Linked DNA regions of Mus musculus: region 1 is linked to region 2. A link is a contact called in public HiChIP or PLAC-seq data. All regions are on one chromosome and are shown on one strand. Each heading gives the region's core, a stretch centred on a gene start, on an enhancer-like site or on the middle of the called end of the contact. The rest is flanking DNA. Distances are from core to core; before and after follow the strand shown.

Region 1 (3,617 bases), core at 144-2,643, 480 kb after region 2:
CTGGCAGAAAAGGCAGAATGTGAAATTTGACTGTACCAGCCAAATGCTCCCCAACTACTCCCACTGGGTTTAAGTCCTGCATGATTGCCTTAAAAAACCCTGTGGCTCTGGGGCTGGTGAAATGGCTCAGCAGGTAAGAGCACCAGACTACTCTTCCGAAGGTCCTGAGTTCAAATCCCACCAACCACATGGTGGCTCACAACCATCCCTAACGAGATCTGACTCCCTCTTCTGGTGTGTCTGAAGACAGCTACAGTGTACTTACATTAAATAAATAAATCATTAAAAAAAAAAAAAATCCTGTGGCTCCTGTTGGGCAAGATTCAGGCCCAAGATAGGTAAAGGACATCTAGTGGTGTCTTCCACAATGCTCATGTCTCCTAGACACTGATACCCATCCCACACAGGGACAAAACAATTGCAATGACTTCCCTATACCAAGTCCCCAAAAAACCCCGAACTCCCCACCCCCTTCTTCTAGTGACACCCACACAGCCATCTTCCTTCAGCTTTTGGCTCTCAGTCCCTCCACTGTCCTGCCATCCCCAGTTGCTGTGTGTGACTGTTAACAGGTGGCAGCAGGAAGGAAGTGGCCACAGCAGCTAGAGCAGAGGTCCCTGTTTATCCCTGGCTGTTTACAGCCTGCTCAGGTCCTCCAGAACTCAGCACCATGGCAACCAGGGTGATGTCAGACCCATCGTCTCCATGGAAATCGGCAATGGTATGGTATTTAGGTCAACAAGACAAACCTAAAACTGAAGCAGAAGTCTTCCTAGAACCCCTGCACTCGGGGTCCCAACCCTTGATACCAAAAAGCATCCCCGCTTTCCCAGGCCGGCACATCGGCACATTAATACCTTATTAGGAAGCCTGTCTAAGCAATCCAGAGCCCACTTAGCTGCCACCCTTCCCAGCTGTGATTTTAGGGCAGTCTTTGACCTCTAAGAAGAAAACCCACCCACTACTCTCTCTCCCCTTTTCACTCAGGCAGGATTTCACAAAAACTTCTGCTGTTTCTAAAAAAGAGAGTGTTCCCAGTCTGCACAAAACTGGGAAGTCTGGTTTGATATGCCCTTGATTGTCTCTAACTTCCTTCTCTGTCTGACCTTTAAAGGGAAGGACCTGGGACCACAAAAACTTGCCTGAGTTCCTGCTTCGGAATCATCTGTCTCCCTCCTTCCCCGCCCTTCGGTCCTGTGTTGGGCAGTATGTGGACGCCGGGGCTGCCCACTCCTTTTATACAGCTTTGCCCTCTTTTGTTATCTGGGGATAAAGTGGGAGTCTGTAACGCCCCTTCCCGGCAAGGACTCCTTTACCTGACCCAGCTCCTCGCTTCAGTCTTCAGCTTAACTTGTTGCAACCTCCCAGCCCAGGAAGACAAGAGGGGAGTCACGTGGCTAGTGTTTGACCAGTGAAAAGTCGACTTCCCCGCGGGGGGGGGGGGTGAGGGGGAACTTTTGACCAATGAAAAGCTGGACTTGAACGCCCAGGCAGGGGAGAGAAGGTCTACGCAGTACCTCTCTCCCTTGGTTTATCTTTTTTGGTGGGCAATTTGGTCTCCAGCAAAGTAAATTTGGGAGACCTCCCCTCTTTTCTCAGTGTCTAGTGTCTAGTAGGAAGACCTAAAACTGAAAGGTGCTGTCTGATGAGGGGGCAAGGACCAGGTGCCATGTTGGTCCCAGGATAGACAGAGACAGCTGTAGGATGGGGGATGGGGTCCAGTGCAAGTTGTGGGTTTAGAAATAGCCCTCTCACCACTCTTATCCGCCCCAATGCAGACTAAGGATGCCACTACTTTGGATATGGAAGACGGCCAAGCATGGTGGTGCCAGCTCCTGGGAGACAGAGGCAGGTGTGCAGGTGGATCTCTTGAGTTTGATATCAGCCAAATCTATATATAGTGAGTTCCAGGCCAGTGAGGGCTACATAGTGAGATCCTGCTACACATGCACACGCACACCCTGTGGGATGTCTTAGCTGGGTAAAACCTCCACGTGTGCACATGTTTGCACCTCAAGAGATCATACAGACACAAGATAATAAATTTTTAAAAAATTAATGGAGGGAGGTGCTATAATCCCACCACTGGAAAGACTGAAGAAGTGGATGTTGAAGTCCAGCCTGGGCTACTAAACAAATCCCAAACCAAAACCAAACTAAAACAAAAGCAAAAAAAAAAAAAAAAAAAAAAACTCAAACAAAAACAATGGAAGAACCGAGGCAGAAAAGCATCCACAAATTAAAGTCAGGGCTGGATGTGACCCAGCAGTGGAGCGCTGTCTGTCATCTGTAAAATGGAAGGGGAAGCATTTAAGAAATTTCAAATTTTTATGTGGATGGGTGTTTTGCCAGCATGGCTGTAGCATTCTAGAGTTACAGATGGTTGTGAGCTGCCACGTGGGTGCTGGGACTTGAACCTGAGTCCTCTGGAAAAAAACAGGAGTTCTTAACTGGTGAGCCATCCAGCCTGAAAACTCATATTTAAAACCAACCAACCAAACAAACAAACAAAAACCCCACCTTACTTGTGTGTGAGGATACATACCAGCCGTGGGACACAGGGCAGAGGGCAAGCTGCCATGTCAGTTCTCTCCTTCCACCCATGGGTTTCAGAGATTGAACTCAGATCCTCAGGTCAGCCCAAAGTATCTTCACCTGTCACCTCCTTGGGCACCCCAAATAAATGTCTGAAATAAAAACTCTGGACGCAAGGGAACTGGAAGGTTTAAATCCAGAGCTCAGGCCCTGATGCCAGAGGCCTTGGCTCCAACCCCATCTGGCTTCCGACTAGCCCAAGAATTGCTCCAAAAGCGGAGGTTCCCACATTGAGGATCTACAAAGTGGAACAGGGAGGCTGGGAACCTGCTCAGCTCAGTAGCTTGAGCAGGGACAGCCTCAGGCTCTAGGCATCCCCGCTAGCAGGGGCTCAGCCTAACGGTTCTGCGGATGAACAAAGGAGTCCTTGTTTGGATTTTCAAGTCATTTTATTAATCCAACCGTACAAAAAGATCCTGTAACCACATCCCTGCCAACCCACTTTCTTCCAAAAGGTAGCAGAGAAGAACAAGGGGATGGGCCCTCCCCGGGAGCATTTTACAAACCATGGAGACAACACAAAAGTAGCGGCAGGTAACATGGGCGAACAAAACCATAGCACAACACAAAGCTAAGTAGAGGGGCTGCCTCGTGTAGTTTAGGAATTGGGGGGCAGAGTAAGAAGCAGGTCCACCCTCGCCCTCCTCAGCTTCCAAGGCTGCCAACTCTTGAGTCTTCTCTCTCCCCATGCAGGGAGCGTGAGGGCTGAGACGGGACATCCCAGAGGGCAGCCTTCGCGGTCAAGCTGGGCACCTCCGACTCTCAGGAGGGCCACACCCAAGCCTGCCTTCCCCACCCATTTGAGGAATGGACTTTTGGGTTAGCTGGAAAGAAGAGCAGCTGAGAGAGGCTCCTGATCAGGCCTCGATCCCATCTCTGGCAGGGAGTGCTACAAAACCAAAAATAAACCTAGCCTAATTGCTGGATCGCCAGGCCCACGATGACATCGCAGGATAAAAAAGACTAAGCAGACCACTTCAGGTTCTTCCAGCTTGCGGTACCATGGCTTTGAGGGTCCTGCT
Region 2 (3,265 bases), core at 705-3,204:
AAGTGTTTAAAAACCATCATTAAAATTAGGGTTGAGAAATATCTAAACAACACAGAGAAATTAACTATAACTTGCCCAAATCCTACAGCTATCAAGCAGTAGACCTGGGATGGGAACTAAACTCATCTGACTATGGAACACCCCCCCCCCCACACTCCAGGATCAAAACGGGGTGGATGGGGGGAAGCCACTTGGCCAGGGTTGCCGGGTCGTGTCTGAGATGTCTGCTCTTGCCTTCAACATTCCTTCTATCTGAGCTGGCAGCCTTCTGTAGCCTTCCTGTTTCAGGCCAGCAACTTGTCTCTCTGCAATTATTTTCAGGTCTCTGTTTACCACAGAAAGGAAGGAGGCAGCACAATGAGAGTCTGTTGGAAATTAATTATATTTTTAAGATAGGGCAAGTTCCACTATGCTTGCCTCGAACTCTGGATCTTCCTGCCTCAGCCTCCAGAGTTTTGGGATTACAGGTGTGTACTACCACATCCTCTTGCTATTTAATCCCATTTTAAATAGCAGGAGAAAAAAATATGTATTTTTTTTAGACAGGGCCTTAGACTCACAGCTATTCACCTGCTTCTGCTTCCCAAATGCCTGCCCCACCACAGGGAGAGAGAACAACCATGCCTTTCTCTCCGACTTATAGCGTGGCTGAGGAAGTGCCATCAAAACCAATCCCATTGTCCTGGGTACAGGTTTGGTTCTGACATCCACAGAGAGCGGTGGATGCCTAGGTCTGAGGCCAGCATGTTGCTTAAATAAGGTCATGTCTTATTTAGGGGTTCAGCCAGCACACACACATTCCAGTTGCCCCATGGACTCTAATCAGCTGAACCCTGAAATGGAAGAATACATTAAAACATACTGGTGTAGGTCCAGGGCTCCCCATCTACATTTTCTTTTCTTTCTTTTTTTTTTCTTATCCCTTCCCTTCTCCCTCTTGCTCCGGCCCGGCTCGCTCAGGCCCATAGGTTTTATTTGTTTCTCATTACAGATGGTTGTGAGCTACCATGTTGCTGGGATTTGAACTCATGATCTCCGGAAGTCAGTCAGTGCGTTTAACCGCTGAGCCATCTCACCAGCCCTAAATTTTCTTTTCAGTGTGTTTCTTTCCCTCTGCATTTGCATGGGAAGCTGCCCTGTAGCTTCAAGCTCTGTAGCTTGGAAGGGAACCTTGGTGGAGTCTGGTAAATAGCAAACGCCGGTTCCTTTGTGTCCAGTCAAGTCATGATGGGTAATCAAAGCCCTACTCCTTGTTGAGCAGTTAGGCTCCAGGTACATCGACAGTGTTTCCAGGAATCTTTATCATGGGCTTAAAAATACATCTCTAATAGGTGAGAAAACTGAGACTTCCGGATCGGGATAGCAATCTTGAGGAGGGTAACACATGTGTCTCTGGGCCAGACTCAAAAGCGCACACTGGTTTCGTTGCCTCTGCAGTAGCCTTCAAAGAGCTGCTCCTCCACTGGAAGATGAGAGGAAATCTTTTTCTCAGGTTATGGACGCCTAAGTTTTCCTTCAGACCAATTAAATCACAATCTCTGGGCTCGAAGCAGACATCGGTGTCTTTTCGGATTCCCTGTTTGATTCCCGTAAGCACCCAGGACACTGACCTGCCTTCTACTTTAACAGCCAGAGCCACTGGCTGGCGCTCATGAAAGCAAAACTCAAGCGGAGGCGCGGATGGAAGGAAGGAGGGGGATATTTCTCCTTATCTCAGCGTCAAAACCTGGGGAGGGGCCCTGGTGGGGGTCCCTGGGGGCTCAGGTGTGGCGCGGCTGCAGGAAGTAACCCCCTCCGGTGGCCCGGAGCGCTGGCCGATTGCGCCATCCTACTGGGCTTTCGTAACCGCGAGCCGGGGCTGCCAAGAGGAGCTTCAGCACCGGTTCCTCAAATGTTTCACTGTTGCCAGGACGGCCGGCTGCTGTGTGTCACGTGCATGTGGGAAGTCGCGCCCACACCGATCTGAGCCACGCCGGGGCGAGCGCTCGCAGTGCGAGCTGAGTGTGGAGCCCGAGGCCGAGGGCGACTGCTCTCGCTGCCCCAGTCTGCCGGCCGCCCGGCCCCGGCTGCGGAGCCGCTCTGCCGCCCGCCGTCCCGCGTAGAAGGAAGCATGCTGACCGTCGGCTGCACGCTGTTGGTCGCCCTGCTGGCCGCGCCCGCGGTCGCGCTGGTCCTCGGGAGCTGCCGCGCGCTGGGTAAGAGGAACCCGGAGCGGGCGTGGGGAATGTGACACTGTCTGGTTCCGTTCGCAGAGTGAGCCCCGCCGGTACCGGCTGCTAGCCTGGGCTGACTCACCTGTGCTGACGCGGTGGAGGTTCGCGCGCCCCCTGTTGCGTCTAGCGCCTATAACTGCGTGCTCCTGTCTGTGTCTGGCCAGTTACCTCAAGTCTGAGTACAGGACAGTGTGTTTTCCTGAAACCTGACTCTGGTGTCTGGTTCCCAGTGTTCCCAGTCTTACTCAACTGCATCCCGGGTCGCTCCAAAAAGAGATACCCAGAGGGCGCGCCCTAGTGGAACAGTAGTAGTCCCTTCTGGAGAGTCCTTTATGCCACTGGCTCTCTCTGCTTTAGTTGTGGCACCTCGCGTGGCTTTCCTTAGTTCTACTACATTCCATGTCGTGTGTAATGACAGTGACCCGACGGTGAAGGGTCTGACATCATGGGCTCTGAGTCATGGGTGTTCCCGCCTCACAAACTTACTCCTTTAGCCAACTAGCCCTAGCATGCAGAATGCCAACACCCACATCCATCCCAATCCTGTGAGTTTGACAGCAAAGGATGTGGGACCTCTTGGAACTGTGCCTCCGCCCCCTGCCCCAGCCCTCCCTGATTAGCAGGTGGACCAGGCGGAGGGTAGGGTAGGGGCACTGTGTTTACCTTCCTTGCACTCTGCCTTGTAGGTCTAGGCCTCTCTGTGGGCTCTGGCTTCAGGCCCAGCAGCCTGCCTGGTCTCTTCTGGAGGAACTGGGAGACTGCTTCTCTACAGGTTATTTTAGGGGCTGAGGGCTTATTCAACAACATAGAAAGAGCCAAAGGACATGGGGGAGATTTATCCTGTGCTGGTCGTGGGGACAGTGGCTTCCAGGCTTTCTTTCTGCCTGGAAGGTAGAATTCCTCAAGCTTGGTTTGTTACCCCTACCTATATTTTCTTTATATATATATATATAAAGAAAATATATATATATATTAGACAGGCTCTCCCATAACCCAGGCTGGCCTCAAACTTGTGCCTCTTCTGCCTCTATCTCTTGAGTGCTGGGATTTCA

What was found. HiChIP or PLAC-seq counts read pairs in DNA pulled down with a chosen protein or histone mark.
Region 1: an HNF4G HiChIP or PLAC-seq map of pancreatic cancer cells shows a contact between it and region 2. The contact joins the promoter of Pbxip1 here to the promoter of Il6ra in region 2. A contact is called at or near these places in 8 of 39 promoter capture datasets (the C10 cell line, the HPC-7 cell line, cranial neural crest and 4 more) and 2 of 115 datasets of contacts at active chromatin or transcription factors (memory CD8 T cells and pancreatic cancer cells).

The regions. Positions count from the first base shown.
Region 1 is chr3:89,434,480-89,438,096 of GRCm38.p6, reverse strand. Pbxip1 (pre B cell leukemia transcription factor interacting protein 1) reads right to left here and starts at 1,393. Exons shown (of 11, transcript NM_146131.2): 1 at 1,317-1,393. It overlaps Pygo2 (pygopus 2), which reads right to left. Exons shown (of 3, transcript NM_001293768.1): 3 at 2,966-3,617.
Region 2 is chr3:89,911,885-89,915,149 of GRCm38.p6, reverse strand. Il6ra (interleukin 6 receptor, alpha) reads left to right here and starts at 1,954. Exons shown (of 10, transcript NM_001310676.1): 1 at 1,954-2,195. The coding sequence starts at 2,111.